Regions from separate parts of the Mus musculus genome. Here all the other regions are linked to region 5. The links are chromatin contacts, called in public ChIA-PET and promoter capture Hi-C maps. All regions are on one chromosome and are shown on one strand. Each heading gives the region's core, a stretch centred on a gene start, on an enhancer-like site or on the middle of the called end of the contact. The rest is flanking DNA. Distances are from core to core; before and after follow the strand shown. Region 1 holds the start of Uchl4 (ubiquitin carboxyl-terminal esterase L4). Region 2 holds the start of Smad6 (SMAD family member 6). Region 3 holds the start of Mtfmt (mitochondrial methionyl-tRNA formyltransferase). Region 4 holds the start of Pdcd7 (programmed cell death 7). Region 5 holds the start of Dennd4a (DENN/MADD domain containing 4A). Region 6 holds the start of Oaz2 (ornithine decarboxylase antizyme 2).

What was found. Promoter capture Hi-C pulls out the DNA fragments that hold promoters and counts their contacts. ChIA-PET counts read pairs in DNA pulled down with a chosen protein or histone mark.
Region 1: a promoter capture Hi-C map of second pharyngeal arch cranial neural crest shows a contact between it and region 5. The contact joins the promoter of Uchl4 here to the promoter of Dennd4a in region 5. A contact is called at or near these places in 11 of 39 promoter capture datasets (the HPC-7 cell line, cranial neural crest, frontonasal cranial neural crest and 7 more) and 3 of 115 datasets of contacts at active chromatin or transcription factors (forebrain, memory CD8 T cells and microglia).
Region 2: a promoter capture Hi-C map of liver shows a contact between it and region 5, with 4 times the contacts expected there. The contact joins the promoter of Smad6 here to the promoter of Dennd4a in region 5. A contact is called at or near these places in 3 of 39 promoter capture datasets (liver and pre-B cells) and 1 of 484 Hi-C or Micro-C datasets (embryonic stem cells).
Region 3: a contact with region 5 is called in a promoter capture Hi-C map of erythroid cells, with 6 times the contacts expected there. The contact joins the promoter of Mtfmt here to the promoter of Dennd4a in region 5. A contact is called at or near these places in 1 of 39 promoter capture datasets (erythroid cells) and 1 of 115 datasets of contacts at active chromatin or transcription factors (memory CD8 T cells).
Region 4: a contact with region 5 is called in an RNA polymerase II ChIA-PET map of memory CD8 T cells, with 19 read pairs. The contact joins the promoter of Pdcd7 here to the promoter of Dennd4a in region 5. A contact is called at or near these places in 2 of 39 promoter capture datasets (liver and pre-B cells) and 1 of 115 datasets of contacts at active chromatin or transcription factors (memory CD8 T cells).
Region 6: a contact with region 5 is called in an RNA polymerase II ChIA-PET map of memory CD8 T cells, with 8 read pairs. The contact joins the promoter of Oaz2 here to the promoter of Dennd4a in region 5. A contact is called at or near these places in 1 of 39 promoter capture datasets (erythroid cells) and 1 of 115 datasets of contacts at active chromatin or transcription factors (memory CD8 T cells).

Annotation. Positions count from the first base shown.
Region 1 is chr9:64,233,799-64,236,498 of GRCm38.p6, forward strand. It overlaps Uchl4 (ubiquitin carboxyl-terminal esterase L4), which reads left to right and starts at 1,403. Exons shown (of 1, transcript NM_033607.1): 1 at 1,403-2,564. The coding sequence starts at 1,441. The coding sequence ends at 2,142. The region is part of intron 1 of Map2k1 (mitogen-activated protein kinase kinase 1); the gene reads right to left.
Region 2 is chr9:64,020,670-64,023,375 of GRCm38.p6, forward strand. It overlaps Smad6 (SMAD family member 6), which reads right to left and starts at 1,390. Exons shown (of 4, transcript NM_008542.3): 1 at 1-1,390. The coding sequence starts at 355.
Region 3 is chr9:65,434,497-65,437,319 of GRCm38.p6, forward strand. Mtfmt (mitochondrial methionyl-tRNA formyltransferase) reads left to right here and starts at 1,286. Exons shown (of 9, transcript NM_027134.3): 1 at 1,286-1,511; 2 at 2,492-2,701. The coding sequence starts at 1,318.
Region 4 is chr9:65,344,797-65,347,496 of GRCm38.p6, forward strand. Pdcd7 (programmed cell death 7) reads left to right here and starts at 1,272. Exons shown (of 5, transcript NM_016688.2): 1 at 1,272-2,212. The coding sequence starts at 1,346.
Region 5 is chr9:64,809,566-64,812,265 of GRCm38.p6, forward strand. It overlaps Dennd4a (DENN/MADD domain containing 4A), which reads left to right and starts at 1,446. Exons shown (of 35, transcript NM_001162917.1): 1 at 1,446-1,455; 2 at 1,775-2,021. It overlaps Gm36459 (a long non-coding RNA gene), which reads right to left and starts at 1,850. Exons shown (of 3, transcript XR_379559.2): 1 at 1,762-1,850; 2 at 1,381-1,537.
Region 6 is chr9:65,675,219-65,677,918 of GRCm38.p6, forward strand. It overlaps Oaz2 (ornithine decarboxylase antizyme 2), which reads left to right and starts at 1,330. Exons shown (of 5, transcript NM_010952.3): 1 at 1,330-1,547. The coding sequence starts at 1,528.

The DNA.
Region 1 (2,700 bases), core at 153-2,652, 580 kb before region 5:
GCGAGCATTTGAGGCACACAAACCTCTGTCATCTGAACTGTTTGGAAGACAGATGGTTAGCAGCTGCAAGTTCAATTACAAAGTGCCTGGAAGGAAGGCAAAGAAGGAAGCAAAGGGATCCAAGGGCCGCTTCATATATTAAGCGTGGAATTCCTTTCCAACAAACATCTTTTATTTCCTTGGGGGAAGCCAACTCGGATATACCCTTTGAACTTGAGAGAAAAGCTTCAGAAGAAAGAATCTAGCAACAGAGAGACGGAGTGAAGCTGGAGGCACAGAAAAAAAAAAATCACTACTTCTAAATTCTACGGTTTGTGTTTTAAGGAAAGACAGAGGGCACGGGAGACTCCACTGTGCAGCCAGGCTAAGAGCCTGGATCAACTGTGTTCTTTGGTTGAATGAGTTGCCTCTTTTCTCATCCTTCATTTTGTCCTTTGCAAAGCAAAAGGGCAAGAATTAACTAAAGGACAAGATGGTTGACTTCTAGACCAGTACTCACAGACATTATACAATGACAGAAATAGTCTACATGTATGCTGCCCAAAACAGTTGCCACAGTGGCCAATAAGGCTTTTAAAGGTAACTAGTATGGCTGAGAAACTGGTATTTAAACTGTACTGAATTTTAGTTAATTTAGATATAAATAGCTATATGTGGGTAATGTCTAGTTTAGAAAAGTACAACACTACAAAATCCTCCTGCATTTTACACAGTGGGGTGGGGAATGATGTTAGCCGAGGCCTGACCTAGGCTCTAACCTAGATCCACAGCTTACCAGTTATACAACCCTATGAAACTACTAAGCTTCCCTGAGCTTCACATCGCCAACTGGTACAATGGACTCTGGTAACCGTTCTTGTAGAATATCCGTGACTACAGAGACCAGAAAGCCCTCAGTGAATGCCAGCTGTTTCTCCAGTTCCTCTTTAGTCTTTGGACTCCATCCTACTAGTCTTCTTGCACACATCCATTTTTATTACCTTGAAGACTAAAGCAAGCCTTAGTCCCCATGGGCAGCCCTGTCTATCAGGAAAGCAACTTGCCCAGGAGTTGTCTCAGGTCCCCAGCAGTGGGCAAGCCTCTGGTGATGGAAGGGTCGGTGCCTCCGGAACCACTGATTTCCGCTCACCCTCCATCCCCTCTGCCTCACATGATCACCAGCAATTTACACTCCTCCTGTGACTGGAGAGCAAGCTGAAACATAACTCACCAAAACACCTGTCACTTGTTTCTGGTACTTTTCCAACTCTTTCCCCTTATCTTTCCCTGCTAAAGATGGTAAGGCTTTTTAATATGAAAATGGCTTAGATTTTTTTTTTTAATTACCACACTCAGAAATAGGGATGCAACAAATTCCATTTATGGTTAACCCAGGAGTTATTTAGTTACCAATATTAAACAAGGCAAGGTCAGAGCTGGAGAGAGGCCGACGGAGCAGTCATGGAGGGTCAACGCTGGCTGCCACTGGAGGCCAACCCTGAGGTCACCAACCAGTTTCTCAAGCAATTAGGCCTGCATCCTAACTGGCAGTTTGTTGATGTGTACGGGATGGAGTCTGAACTTCTTAGCATCATACCAAGACCAGTGTGCGCAGTGTTACTCCTCTTCCCTATCACAGAAAAGTATGAAGTCTTCAGAACAGAAGAGGAAGAAAAGATAAAATCTCAAGGACAAGATGTGACATCATCAGTATATTTTATGAAACAAACCATCAGCAATGCCTGTGGAACGATTGGAACGATTGGACTAATCCATGCCATTGCAAACAACAAAGACAAGGTGCACTTTGAATCAGGGTCAACATTGAAAAAGTTCCTGGAGGAGTCTGTATCAATGAGCCCTGAAGAGAGAGCCAAATACCTGGAGAACTATGACGCTATTCGAGTTACTCATGAAACCAGTGCACATGAAGGTCAGACTGAGGCACCAAGTATAGATGAAAAAGTAGATCTTCATTTTATTGCGTTAGTACATGTAGATGGGCATCTCTATGAATTAGATGGATGGAAACCATTTCCAATTAACCATGGGAAAACTAGCGATGAGACGTTGTTAGAGGATGTCATAAAAGTTTGCAAGAAGTTCATGGAACGTGACCCTGATGAGTTAAGATTTAATGCAATTGCTCTCTCGGCAGCATAGCATCTTGACAGAAACACCAAATACTGTATTATTTGCAACAAAAGTTAAATTTCTGATGCCATAACTAACTCAAAATTTTTAATATTTTCATTAACTTGACTAATTAAACTTTATGTGGAAACAAACAAACAAACAAACAAGGCAAAAGAAACTGTTGTAGAAGGAATGTTCTAGTACAAGAATAGCCCAGCAGTGGTGGTGTATACCTTTAATCCCAGTACTCAGGAGACAGAGGCAGGTGGCTCTCCAAGTTCTAGACTAGCCTGGTCTACAAAGCAAGTTCCAGGACAGCCAGCGCTGCATAGAGAAATCCTATCTCGAAAAACAAAAAATAAACAACAACAACAAACAAACAAAAAAGAATAATAATCTGCCAAAGTCTCTATGTTAATATACTATGATACGAAGCCCGGTCTTTCCTGAAACGTAGGCCTCGCCGTCCTTGGGGAAAGCAGCTTTCCTTGCCTTCAATGACTACATTTTTTAGTTTTACTTTTGTTACATTTATGTGTCTGTGGGTACACATGTGCCACTGAGCAAGAGTCAGGTCTCACCTTC
Region 2 (2,706 bases), core at 140-2,639, 790 kb before region 5:
CACTCTCAGGCAGCCAGCCTGGGCCTCCAGGCTCCGCCACATCCAGCGGGGAGCCCCCAGCCCCGGCCCCCGACTCCGACACGGGCCTCGGGAGGCCCCCTGTGCGCCGGCGCCTGCCCGCGATCGCGGCGCCTCGCGGTCCCACCGCGTCCCGGGGCCGCCGCGGGGCTACCGAGCGGACTTCGGAGCGGCTGCAGCCTCCGCCCTCTCGTGCCCGCGGGGCAGGCTCAGCTCGGCTGCCCAGGCTCCCATCCTCGTCGACACCACCGCCGCCGCCGCTGCCTTCCTCCCGATCAGGGACCACACGACTTCGCCAAAGTCGCCGCACCAGCCCCGAACGTTTAGACCTGAACATACGATACCCTTTGGCGCCTGGGGTGGTGGGAGGGGAGGCGGTCTCCGGTTACCGGGGGTCCGTTCCCTCAACGAGGCGCCGGCTGAGCGGGCCGCAGCCCCACATGAAGCTCTGCCGCGGGGCGCCGTGCAGACCGCGCACAGCCTGTCGTCGAAGGGGCACCGCAGGGCTGCAACATGAGGGAGCTCGCGCCGGGCCAAGCCGGGCCGGGCCGGGCCGGGAACACGCGCGTGTTGAGCCTCAGTCCGCGAGGGACCAGCGGGCTACATGGATCACGATGGGCCGGGACCGCTCAACTCCAGCTGCTTTGGAGCCTTAGGGAAGCCACCAGCGAAACGATGCTAGAGACACCCTGCATGGGCCGGCGAGCCTTCAAAAGTTGCGCGGCTGGTACACGAGCACAAAGCGCTTGCGTCGTGCCCCCAAATGTGTCTGCACAACTCTGCCTTCAAAAGCCAAGCTATGCTACATGGGCTTTCCCTGCAGGATCCGAAACTAAGGCTTGTGGATAACTCCCATATCCCTGCAACAAAATAAAAATAGAAATAAAAGCAAAGCAAGAAAAAGGTCCCAAACAAAACTCAAAATGCTTGGATTTTGCACGCACGAAAAGCAATTCCGTCTCAGGTCCCGGGCGCTCGGTGCACTTGGGGCAAGTCTCTCCTGAACGCGGGTGTCAACACATGAGTGGAAGCCGGAAAAAAAAAATCCCAAAGAGCTGCTAGGAATCCTTAATTAAAAATGCAATCCACCGAAGCAGAGGTCGCAGCCCGCCCCACGCTGCGCTGGGTCGCTTCGGGCGCCGCGGCTGCCGAGGTCGCCCCCCCCCCCCTTCACCAAAGTGCCTCCTGGTGGCCCCGCGGTCCCAGCGAGGTTTGGCGAGGCAGCGCCCGGCGGCTCTTTCTCTGGACTCAGCTCCCTCGCTCGTTCCCCCTCTCGGCGCTCTCTCTCTTTTTTGTTCTCCTCAAACGCACACTGAGGGCCCCCGGAGGAGCGCCGCGGAGTCATTGGCTGCCTCCCATCATATGCCAGTCTAGACACTTTGGCGGCTCCGCGGCGCTGATTGTTGCGCAAACAAGGTTTCAAGTTTCTTAACTCTTAAAGGAGAACACGTCCCATTGCTGAGCCCGAGGCTCCGAGGGGGCTGGTTCCCGGGGCGGGCCGAACGCGGGCCCCCGCCCCTCGCCCGCCCCAGCACCCCCGCCCCGAGGCTGACAGTGCCCGCGACTCACTCTCAAGCTCACGTCGTGCCTTGGGCACGGATACCAGCCGTCCCGCACACGCGCTAACAAACACTCACACCCTGATGCCCAGCTCTGCTGGGTGAACCCACCGCGACCCGGACTCCGAGGCGGCCCTTTGCCTCTCTCTGGCTTGTGCCCAAACTTGCAAACGCGCATAGCACTTTAGAGTCAGTCCAAACCCCCAGCCTCAGCGCGGGCTAATAAAAATGGGCGTGTGTGTGCGCCTTCCTGCCCTCCGTCTCTGGGGAGTTGGGGGGCGGCGGCGAAGTTGGGATAGCGGGTTTCTTCCGTGTCCTATGAAGGCTCCACGCACCCCCTGCCCAAAATTAGGGGTCTCTCCGCCTAGGCTACACTGGGGGGCGGGTGATCGAGGGAGCTCCAGGATAGCCCGAGGTGGGGACTTGGACAGGGTGGGGTAGAGGCAGGAGTGCTCTTGGATGGCTCCTCCTGGTCGCCCCGGCTCTCCCTCCTGGCGTCCTAGGCTCCTCTCAAGGCCAGGCGCTTTCTTCTCCCTTCGAGGATTTACCTTATGCCCCTTCGAGAGTGATAGAGGGGCGTGCTTTCCCCAGTTATGTTTCACTATAAAAACGGGGGCAAGTTGGGGACAGACTTGGGGACCCGGCATGGGAAGGGTTAAGGCCGCTCCTGCCCTGGAGCCGGCGCGGCGGGGTACCTCCTCGGGCGTGCTTGCTAGTCCGAGGGTGGCAAAAGTTCAAGCTTGTAAAGTCAGGATTGGCCCCGCGCGGAGGGGAAAAAAGGCCTGGTTCCCCCTCCCCCTCCCGGGCGTGGCGCCGATTGGCCCAGCCGCAGGGCCGGCCCCGCCCTCCCCTGGCGCGCCGCGGCCCCACCCCCGGCGCAGCACCACGCCCCTTTCCGGGCAGGAGCGGGGCCCCGAGCTCAATGAAAGAAATTCCGCTACTCTCATTGGCCTGGGGCTTGACGCCGCACCCCGCGGGAGGCGGAGTGGGGAGGATGGGGCGCGGACTTGTGATCCCCTTTAGGATACCTGTGCTCTGGACTGCTGTAGCGAAGGTGGTGTGCAAGTCCAGGAACGGGTCTGGAAGTGCGCTGGGGGAAGGGTCGTGTGTGTAGGAAAGATACAGACTA
Region 3 (2,823 bases), core at 36-2,535, 620 kb after region 5:
CTCTCCAGCTCCAGTAGGTCACACCTTCAGTCGGTATTCAAAAGACAGCACCTTGAGTGTCAGAATCATGTTCCACTTCCCCTAAGTTAGGATTCTGGGACTGACTTGATCAGAGGAGGATACGGCTTGGCATCACATCTCATTTCCCTCATATGGTCAGATGCACCGGCTAGCAGCATCATAATCTTTGCCTCTCTTTTCTACTTAGCCCAAGGAATTTGCCGCTCTCTGGGCACACATTGGCCAACTTTCCACAACTATGGCAAACAAAGCCGCTCTCAGTTTTGAGGGGACACATGGAGAAAAAAATTATTGAATCTGTGAGGTAGGAGTTCAAGGCCTCAGGGAGGGTGTTGTCTTAGCACTGAAAAATGGATACCATTTAGTGAGGAAGAGAGGAAATGTGAGGTGGATGGAACGCTCAAGGGCACAGAAGCAGGGATCCTCAAAACTAAATGAAAGACTGCTCCAGGGCCTCTGGCTTTCAGGCCATGTGACAGGAATTAGATGAGAGAGGAACCTGATGCTGCTCTATAGCCAGAGCCAGCGTCACAAGCATGACCCATGTTAAGGACCCCAGTGTACCTTGGAAACACATATCTATCTGCACACCATGGTCTTCAGAGGTCTTCAGCAGATAGCCCTCACCCCTCCGTTTCCCTACAGTCTCCCTATGGCATCCCACATGGGAGGCCTGAGAATCTAAGAGTCTTGGATTCCTGAAGTGACTTCAGACAGGTGAGCAAACCTTAGTTTCATTGGGTGTGGAAATCCTGAGTTGCTTAGTAGTTAAGATTGCTGTTCAGGTCGAATGGTTAGGATCATGGCTTTGGAGCTGGAGGGACAGGACCCCTCGTTGCAGAGATGGCTCAGCAGTTAAGAGCACTGGCTTCCCTTCCATAGGACCCAGGTTCAATTCCCAGGCCCATGTGGCAGCTCAGAACTGTCTCGAGTTGTAGGGGATTCCACACTCTTACACAGACATGCATGCAGGCAAAGCACCAAAGCACGTAAAACAAAAATAAATTAAAAAAAAATTTGTAAAGTTTTAAAAAATAGTTTCTTTTAAAGGTTTGTTTTATTCATATGAGTGTCTTGCTTGTGTGTATATATCTGCAGTGTTCTTTGAAGAGCTTGGCTGAATAATACACATCAAAGTCCCCTCAAATTTCTTCCTTAGTGGTTCTTCAGTTGAGCCACGCCTCCAAAGCGGCAGGCCCCGCCTTGTCGTCTGCGCGTGCTTGGGCCTTTGAGCTCTTTGCTCCGCCCCCCACCATGGGCACGCATGCGCATGGTGGGCCGCTGCGGGCCGAGGTGATGCTCCTTCCGCGGTGCTGCTGGGGTCGGTGGCTGATGGGAAGGAGGCCACGCTGTTCCTGTCAAGCACCTGCCGGGTTCGACGGGAAGGACGGCCGAGGTTCCCGAGTCCGCGAGAAGCCGCCTTGGCGGGTGCTGTTCCTCGGCACCGACCACTTTGCCCGGGAAACGCTGCGGGCGCTGCACGCCGCCAGGTACCGGGGCAGGGTCCCACGCCGAGCCGCGGTGGCGACCCCAGGGCAGCGAGGTCCCGGGAAGGCGCCCTGTTGGGTCCCGGCCGGCAGAGCTCCTGTGGCTCCTGCAGCATCTGCCAGCAGACCCTCCATCTCCCCGAGCCTGGGAACCGGTACCTGGAGAGGCCCGGCCAGTACCCAGGGTCGTGGGCGGAGCCGGTTAGCTGAAAAGGGCTGTGACTCCAAAGTTCGTCCCTTCCTGGTGTTGGTGGCCTCCGTTTCCTTGCCCTTTTACACGCCTGTGTTTTCAAATGAATACATTTCTAAGTTAGAACAGTTTCATATACATATAATATTTATGCGATTTAACTAACCTTGTCTACTAGGAAGAAAGTTATTTGTAATTCACCCTTTCCTGAAAGGCTGCTGTGTCTACCGCCCCACTTCCCTGGAAGGATATTTGGTTATTTATCGGTCCCTGGTTTCCAGGCACTTATCTCGCCTCCATCCCTGCCTTCCTACAAACACTTTTCTTTTTAAATAAGATTTTTACTTTGAGATTTTATTTGTATGTGTGTGTGTCTATGAGCATGTACGTGTTGGTGCCTGTGGAGGCCTAAAGTGAGTGTCCCATTCCCTGGAGCTGGAGTGACAGGCCCTTGTGAGCTACACCCTGTGGATGCTGTAAGAAGAGAGCTGACTTCTGAAAGTTTTCCTCTCATTTCCACACACATGCTGTAGCATACGCCTGCACACACGCACACAGTAATAATAGCACATGCCCACACCATGCACACAATAATAATAATAAAAGACAATTTAATTTTTAAATTATTAAATTTAAACCCTGTGTGTTGGTTGCAAAAAATCTTAATTATTTTAGCTCTAAATGTACTATGGGTTTAATCATAAAAATAGCTTTGCTGTGCATGAAATAGTTTAGCTTTGGGCTGTTGCCCTGACACTGTCAAATTTTTTTTCCCCCAATCTTTCTGATTCAGAGACGGCAAAGAGGAAAAGTTAATTGAGAAACTGGAGGTTGTCACAGTGCCTTCGCTATCCCCCAAAGGACTACCTGTGAAGCAATATGCTATTCAGTCTCAGCTCCCGGTGTACGAGTGGCCCGACGTGGGATCTGGAGAATATGATGTTGGGGTAGTGGCTTCCTTTGGCCGGCTTTTGAGTGAGGCTCTTATTCTTAAATTTCCCTAGTAAGTTTTACTTATAAGGAAATACAGTGTGGCGATCATGTCTTTTTTATGAATGGGTCTAGCAACTAAAATGCCATAATTTAAACTGTTTGTTTGTTTTCTTTCTTTCTTTTCTTTCTCCA
Region 4 (2,700 bases), core at 22-2,521, 540 kb after region 5:
CCCCACTAGGTTCTATCAATATGACATATGGACACTGTAACATCTATCTCTCCAAGACCACCTAGCTTCTCTTTGTGTTTCTGTGTTTTACACCCTGCATTCTTTCGACCCCCAGCAGACATACTGCAAATCACTAGTACCTGCTGCTTCCATCCTGTGTTCCTCTCATAACTTTTTGTTGTCTTTCAGATCTTAGCCGGAGCTTCAGACCGTGTCTCTAGTCCCTCTAGAACGTTAACAATCATCAGGATTTCTGAATTCAAGACTGAATTGGAGAGGCCAAACCTACTCCATCTTGGGACCAGCCTCCATCTTCAAGAAAAGAAAAAAGCAGAACTCAAGCTGCACCAAAATACCAGAAAGGACCCCATGGCTTGTCCTTGGCCAGAGTTAATCCCTAGCTACTTCCTAGCAACAGTTAATCAAAGATTAGTTTGATTGTTTCAGATGTACTTTCAAACTGTTTGTGATCAAATGCACGATTCAGGGCACCCAACTATTGGCTTATAGTCATTCTATTAGATGCTTGCCAGACTGGACAACCCCTCCCTCGCTTTGAAAGAACCTAGTGGGGAAACCCCCACTCAATTTCCATTCGGAGCGCACCCAAGAATCACGAACAGACAACCATCTTGATGTAAAAGCATGAGGTAGTTTAATGACGGAGCTCCGGGCCGACATATATCTCCCTCAGGAGACAGAGGTGTCGACCACATGGTGGAGCCATAATGGCAGAGCTCCGGTTCGAAACGTATCTCACACAGGAGACAGTGGTTTCGACTCTGACGCTTGGAAGCTAGGGATTTTTATAGAAAAGGGATGGGGCTGGGGGAGGAATTGGCGAGGTTTCACATGATTGGTTCATTTAAACATCAACAGACTGTCAGAAGGGCGGGAGATAGGGGGGCATGTCCTGGCCTGTTCTGCTATGTTCTCAGCCCCAGGTTTCAAAGCTCACAAACAACTCTTTGGGCTATTTGACATAAATTACATGAATCACATGTCTCAAGTTTTATTTCCTTTCAGCTTTTATTTTTCTATAAAAACTTGTTCTACTGAGGGTTCAGGGCTGCTCCGCCTTCTCTTTCTGTCCTGCTGTGTTAAGGTCGATTTGGAGGAGAGCCCGAGCCTGAGCCCGAAATAAACCCTAACATCGGAGACGGATCCTTGGTGGTTTGGGAAGGTTCAAGCTTCCTGGCACGACAAACCAAGGTCCTGCACTACGCCTCGCTTCCGGGAAGTGAGTCAAGCACCGGTCGCACGTTATACACGTCACTTCCTCCTGGAACCCGGATAAAGAAGTTCCCAGATTACTGTCACTGCTCCCAACCGCTGCACTACAGACATGGCTCTGCCACCTTTTTTCGCCCAGAGCCGTCAGGGACCTCCCCCTCCGCAGCCACCGCCTTCCGCTCCATTCGGCTGTCCGCCCCCGCCGCTGCCCTCTCCGGCTTTCCCGCCGCCCCTTCCCCAGCGACCCGGCCCCTTCCCGGGGGCTTCCGCCCCCTTCCTCCAGCCTCCGCTGGCCCTGCAGCCCCGCGCGCCAGCCGAGGCCTCCCGCGGCGGTGGCGGTGGCGGCGCCTTCTTCCCGGTGCCACCCCCACCGCTGCCGCCGCCGCCGCCGCAGTGCCGGCCCTTCCCGGGGCCCGACGCCGTCGAGCGTCCACGGCCACCGCCTCCAGGTCCCGGGCCGCCCTGGAGCCCGCGCTGGGCGGAGGCGCCGCCGCCGCCCGACGTGCTCGGAGACGCGGCCCTGCAGCGCCTGCGTGATCGGCAGTGGCTGGAGGCGGTGTTCGGGAACCCCCGGCGGCCCGGTGGCCTCCGGACCCCGCGCACACCCGCCGGGCCCAGCCTGGGTGAAGTCCGCGCGCGGTTGCGTTCCGCTTTGCGTTTGGTGCGGCGGCTACGCAGCTTGGGGCAGTCCCTGCGCGAGGCTGAGGCCGACGGAGCAGCCTGGGCCTCCCTGCACGCTCAGGCGGCGCCACTACGAGCGGAGCTAGCGGAGCGGCTGCAGCCGCTGGCCCAGGCCGCCTATGTGGGCGAGGCGCGACGGAGGCTGGAGAGGGTCCGGCGCCGCCGGCTGCGGCTTCGTGAGAGGGCCCGGGATCGGGAGGCTGAGCGGGAGGCGGAGGCCGCGCAGGCCACGGAACGGGAGCAGGAGATTGACCGCTGGAGGGTGAAGTGCGTGCAGGAAGTGGAGGAAAAGAAGCGGGTGAGAACCAGTATGCGCTCGGTGGTTGGAGCTGTGGTGTCTGGAACTCGAATCTGCGTGCTAGTTAACTTGTATGCTTATCCGCGAAAGCTAGCCTTTGCCACTTCTTTGCTCTGTATTCCTTGTTGACGATGTGTGGTGCATAAAACTCTAGAATTTGGACTATAAAGTCCCTTAAACACGCGACAGGTTTACACTGGTGCATTTCTGGGAGGACACACCTCTTGTGTCCTGCTTCAAAGTTGGATCCACTTACTGAAGATGCAGAGCAGTATCTTTTATACTGTCCTAAAGCATGCAAATGTAGAGGACTTGGACCACACCTAGAAACCTTTATAACATAATTGGCTGATGAGGTTGATAATAGTTCTCTCCCGGGTTCATTTGTTTTGGTTTGATACTATGAATACCAGTGTATCCGGTGGAGTGGGTCTGTCTGGATCAGGTGTTTCCAGGTACTTGGCCTCTTACTCAAATGATTGAATTAA
Region 5 (2,700 bases), core at 196-2,695:
CTTTAGTCCCAGCACTTGGGAGGCAGAGGCAGGCGGGTTTCTGAGTTTGAGGCCAGTCTGGTCTACAGAGTGAGTTCCAGGACAGCCAGGACTGAACAGAGAAACCCTGTCCCGGAAAAGCAAAACAAAAAAAAAAAAAGGGGGGGGGGAGGGTGTGGGGATCAACAATGGTATTATTTAATAATTTTCAGTGAAATTAGTGTATTTTTATCTACACAATATAATGTGATGCCCACACATTTTTTAAACAATTTGAACTATATTTGGTGAACTCAGTGTTGAAGAGACTCAAACTTAGATTTAAAAAAAAAAAAACAAACCCTCTCAATCAGGTTCTCTGGTCCATATGTTGTCTAGAATATAAATATAGATGCCATTCTTCAAGTACCACTCACTGTTCCCAGCTGCTTTGTTCCCTACTTGCCATTCAGTGGCTTCGGCCTGCAGTTAGAATTAAGGATAGTCTTGTATTTCTAGGCCCTATACAACGGAGCTCTCAACTCCCTCTCTAATCTAATGGAAGGCTTCTCCAGGCAAAATACATTTCTCATCAACACAGATTCCTCGCAGTTCTAAAAGCCAAGCTCCTCCCTATTGCAGGTTCTCTGCATGATCTTTTTGCTTTACTCAATTCTCTGGGGCCTTTCTTCCATTACTGGCTTCTTCCTGCACTTCAGAGAGGCACAGCCTTGATCACTCTGGTTTCAAAAACCACCCTGTTATCTGCTACCTAGAATTCTTCCTAGAACTTTTATGTTTCTTCTCCAAGCATTAAATATATTTGGTTGTTGTTGTTGTTGTTGTTGTTGTTGAGCTTCTCCCACTAGACCTCAACTCCCTCAAAGCAGACCTTTTCTGGTTCCCTGACTGTTGTGTGTCAGCCCTGCTGGGTTTTCCAACAATATTGTCTGGATGAATGAGTCCAAGAGAAGGAGTGGAGGTATAAAATAAAACTGTAATCTCGGTTGGCAATAAAGATGAAGCCTGTTTTGCATAGATTAACTTCAACCTAGAGGAATTTTTTTTTAAAAGGTCCTATTTCTTCCTTCATTTGTTCATAGAATTCCAGCTAACATTATTCAATACTTTTTAGGCATACACTTTACATTTCTGAGTAACTCTGTAGAGGTAATCAACCTTTATTATCCACATTTTTCAAAGGCATCTTGCCAATAGCCATTAACAGTAGACCTGCAGTCTAGTTTAAGTAGGCCATATCCAATTAATCAATGTAATGGACACCCTTTCAATCAACAATAGCTGTTTTATCAACGCGCTTTTCAGAGAACCCCTCTGAATTCCCCCTTTTCCCTGACCTCTGTCTCGGGACTGAAAGCTACTGGTGGTTGCTAACCGCTTAGGGGGTTTTCTGCAGAATACCAGTGACTTTGGTGGGCGGATCTCAGCTCAGACCACTGCACCAAGCAGCAGTGCCGGGAAGGAAGAAGCAGGTCTGTTGGCCATAGCTGGATGCTTGTGAAAGAGGAAGGTACAGTGCGCCTTGTTCTTACTCGCCAGGGGCTCGGAATCTCCCAACCTGAAGGGGAACCACGACGCGTTTCCCCAGCTACACTCGCCGTCACCAGCCAGCCCGGCCCCACCCCGCCCACAGCCCCACCCAGCGGCCCGCCCACTTGCGGGACCCTTGTTAGTCCCCTCCCCCCACGACCCACCCCCTAGCTCGGCCCATTCCTGCCCCTCGGGTCAGATTCGGCCTGTGATTGGTTTTTGTTGCCATAGTCCCCGCCCCCATGTCTTTACCGTCACTCCCAAGATGGCGCCGGCCGCGGCGGGTTCGGCGGCTGGTGCTGAGGAAGGAGGCGGAGGCTTTGGCGACCGCGCGGGGAGGGGGAGTCCCGTCTGACTGAGACGGCTGGGCGGAGCGCCGGGCCGGGAGATGAGCTAAGCTGGCTGCAAGCGCCGCGACATTCAGCCCCCTCGTGTCCCGCCCGCCGCGCATGAGGGGATCAGACTCTGCATCTCAGGCTCTTCCCGGTGCTCGCGCGGGGGCCGGCGGGGAGGTGAGTGGCGGGGGCGGCGGCGTGGGCATCGGTGGCATAGGGAGCTGTCACGGCCCTGAGGAGGTGACTGGCAGGGGGACGCCGAGCCGGGTGATAGGACTTGGAGGGCCGCTAGGCGCGGGCAGCTGCTAGGAGGGGCTCTGGCCGTCCCGGAGGATGGCGAGATGCTGTCGATGGCGTTCGCGCGCCTCCGTGTGGGAACGAGCGCGGGACACCGGGGGGGTCCCTCCGGACTGGCCATTTGGTGCTGGCCTGGGGCTGTTGTTGTTGGGGTGATGGGGCGGGGGCGGACGGTGGGGAGGTCCTGAAGCTGGGATTTTGACAAGCTCGTTACGTAAGGTTGCTTCCCGGAATCCCACCTGCTCTGGGTTTCAAACCCGCGGCGGGGGCTGCTTTCCCGCGGCTGTTCAGTCCAGATGCCGGGGCCCGGCTGGGGCTCAGGTTCCACGTGAGCCCGGCCAGCGTCCAAGTTGACCAGTGTGTGTGTGTGTGTGTGTGTGTGTGTGTGTGTGTGTGTGTGTGTGTGTGTCTGTGCACACGCGCGCGCAATTCTTGGTCATCACCACTCCTTTTGAAGTTTATCTCTTTCTAGAGGGGAAAGACGAAGGAGGGGGCAGGGGGAGAAGGGGCAAAAAAGCTTGTGACCTAGAATTGGGTCGCAGCGACATCTCTTTTATGG
Region 6 (2,700 bases), core at 80-2,579, 870 kb after region 5:
ATTGTGACATCCAAGGTAGGTACATTGCCTGGCCCATTGTGGAAGCTTCCTGGATTCCTGCCCATGCTAGAAGCACATAGTATGTAGCTATTTACTGAACTTTGACTAAATGAACGGATGATTTGAGGTGACCACTGTGGTCTGAGAGTGCATCCTCTCCCTTTCCCTCTGCCCCACCTCTCTCTCTCTCTCTCTCTCTCTCTCTCTCTCTCTCTCTCTCTCTCTCTCCCCTCCCTCCCCCACCCCCAAGATAGGGTCTCACCATGTTACACTAAGCAGCCTGGAACTTGTTGCCTGCGTACTACAAGCTGGCCTTCAACTCACAGAGCCTCACCTGCCCCTGCTTCCTGGGTGCTAAGATAGATAAAGGCTTACACAGTCTCTACTGACTGCAGTCTAAGTTGACTGCACAGGTTTGACAACTAGGGTTCTCCTGTGAGTGTGGCTGGGATTTGGGGGTGTGTGTACATTGCTGCCTGGCCTCTGTGATTAGAGGGCCAGGTAAGACAGTGGCAGTGCACTAGGTGCCTTGCATGATCGATTGAAGCAGCTTGCACCGATTGGCTGGAAGCCACTGTCATTGTACTATGAATTGAAGGAAAAGATCTGTGGGATTAGATTCACACTGGAAATGGTGCTACTCTATGAGGAGTATTCTTCTATTTCAGATTTTGTTTTGTTTAGTGACATGGGTTTACAAATACTATTCTCCGGTTTCGGTTTGGCCACACACCAAAAGCAGCAAGTGCCCAGTGTGGTGAGGCACACTATTTCCAGCACTTGGCAGGACAGGAAGTAAAGGAAGGAGGATGGGGGTTTCCAAGTCATCTTCCAGTGAGTCTGAGGCTAGCCTGAGCTACAAAGACTGTATCAAAAAACAAACAAAAGGCAGACATGAACGAGTGGAGAGGGCTCAGCGGATAAGAGCACCGGTTGGTCTTCAGAGGACTTGGGTTCAATTCCCAGCCTCTACATGGCAGGTCACACTGTCTGTAACTCCTGTGCCAGGGGATCTGACATCCTCATATAGAGATACATGCAGGCAAAACACCAATGTGTATAAAAAATAAACATACATAAATGATTAAGAAAGAACAAAAGCAGAAATGAAGACTGGCCTTAGCCAAGCAGAACCTGAGTTCCTGGCATCGAGAGAGACCTCTTTCCCCTCTTCTCCCTGGCTACCGCCCCTCTTCCCGAGATGATAGCTTGCCCTTAGTACGCCTGCGCCCAGGCGGGGCGGTGCTTCGCCCTTTGTTGTGGGCCCCAGTTTCCCAGGACACCAAGCGGCGCTGGGTGGGGCTATGCAGATGAGGTACTTGGGGGCGGGGCGGTTGCGCGGCGGCGGCCGGGGAGGGTCAGTTGGAGGCAGGCGCTCGCTGAGGCAAGAGGAGGGCACTCGGCCCGCGGCCTGACAGGGACTTAGCCCACAGAGACCGGCCCGCGCGCGCGACCCCACACCCACCCACTCGTCCACCTACCCACTCCCCGCGCCGCCTCCTCCCACCCTGAGCAGAGCCACCGAGGATGATAAACACCCAGGACAGGTAACGGCCCGGCGCAGGCTCCCCGCCCCCATCCTCCCTCCGCAGCTCCAGAGGCCTTCGCACCCCCCCCCACCCCCGCAGCCTGCCCCCAGCCCCCAGGGGGCTCCATCCGCTCCCACTGTTCCTCTCGCCATCCCAGCCACTGCCACCCGAGTCCTGAAATCGGGCCTCCTTCCGTCCTTTAGCCCCCTTCCTCCAGCCCTGCCCATCCCCCTCATCCGGGTTTTCTCCTCGCCCGGAGCCCCCCCCCCCCAAAAAAAAAAAAAAACCTGGACATAGCCAGTCAGTCGCTCCGTTTTCTTAAGCCCAGTGGGACGGTGCCCAGTCCCCCATACTGTGGGCTTTCTCCCACAGATTCCCCGAATTGGTTCTTATCTTCCCTAAATCTTTCTTACTCCTCCACAAGTCACTTAATCGCTTTAAATCCATTCTCTAGTGAAAATTGCTTCCCAGGCAGACTCCTCTCAGCCCTGCCTGGCTGTCCCCAAAGACAAGCTCTGTCCGGCAGTTCTCAACTCAACCCTTTCCCCCTCTTCCCACCTCCTTGGGATGTGCAGTCCCACTCTCTTCCCCACCCTTCTCCAGGTAGGCCCCATTTTCCTGTCTGGGAACCCCCACTCTTTATTTCTCTAACACTATGGAGTCCATTCCTGCCCTCCAGCCTGTTTTTCCAATGATGTTGCCAACACTCTTCTACACACTCTTACCCTTTAAACACTACAAAGTCTCAGTTGGTACTCATCTTACCGCCCCCCCCCTTCTTTAAAATCATTACAATGCCCAACTTAGTCTCTCCCCTTTCCTGGGAAGATCATTAAGTGCTACCCCCTTTTAAATTTCACTCCAGGGCCTCCAAAACCAGATCCTGGGCCTTTGGAAGTTACCTACCTCAAGACCCAATCCCTGTTTCCCCCAGGATTTGAAATGCATTATTCTTTTGAAATGGTGTGGGTTTCTTAACTTTCAACCAAAGTAGGCAGAAGTCATCCCTTTAGTTACCCTCCCTTTTTCCATGTCCTCAGATATCCCACATTTCTGTCCCAGACAGACGCTCTTCTCCAAAGCTATTCCAGAATTTTCTGATCCCTCAGGATTTGTAATGCCACTTGCTTATGTATTATCTTGGCTTTCATTAGCAATTCAGAAATGATTC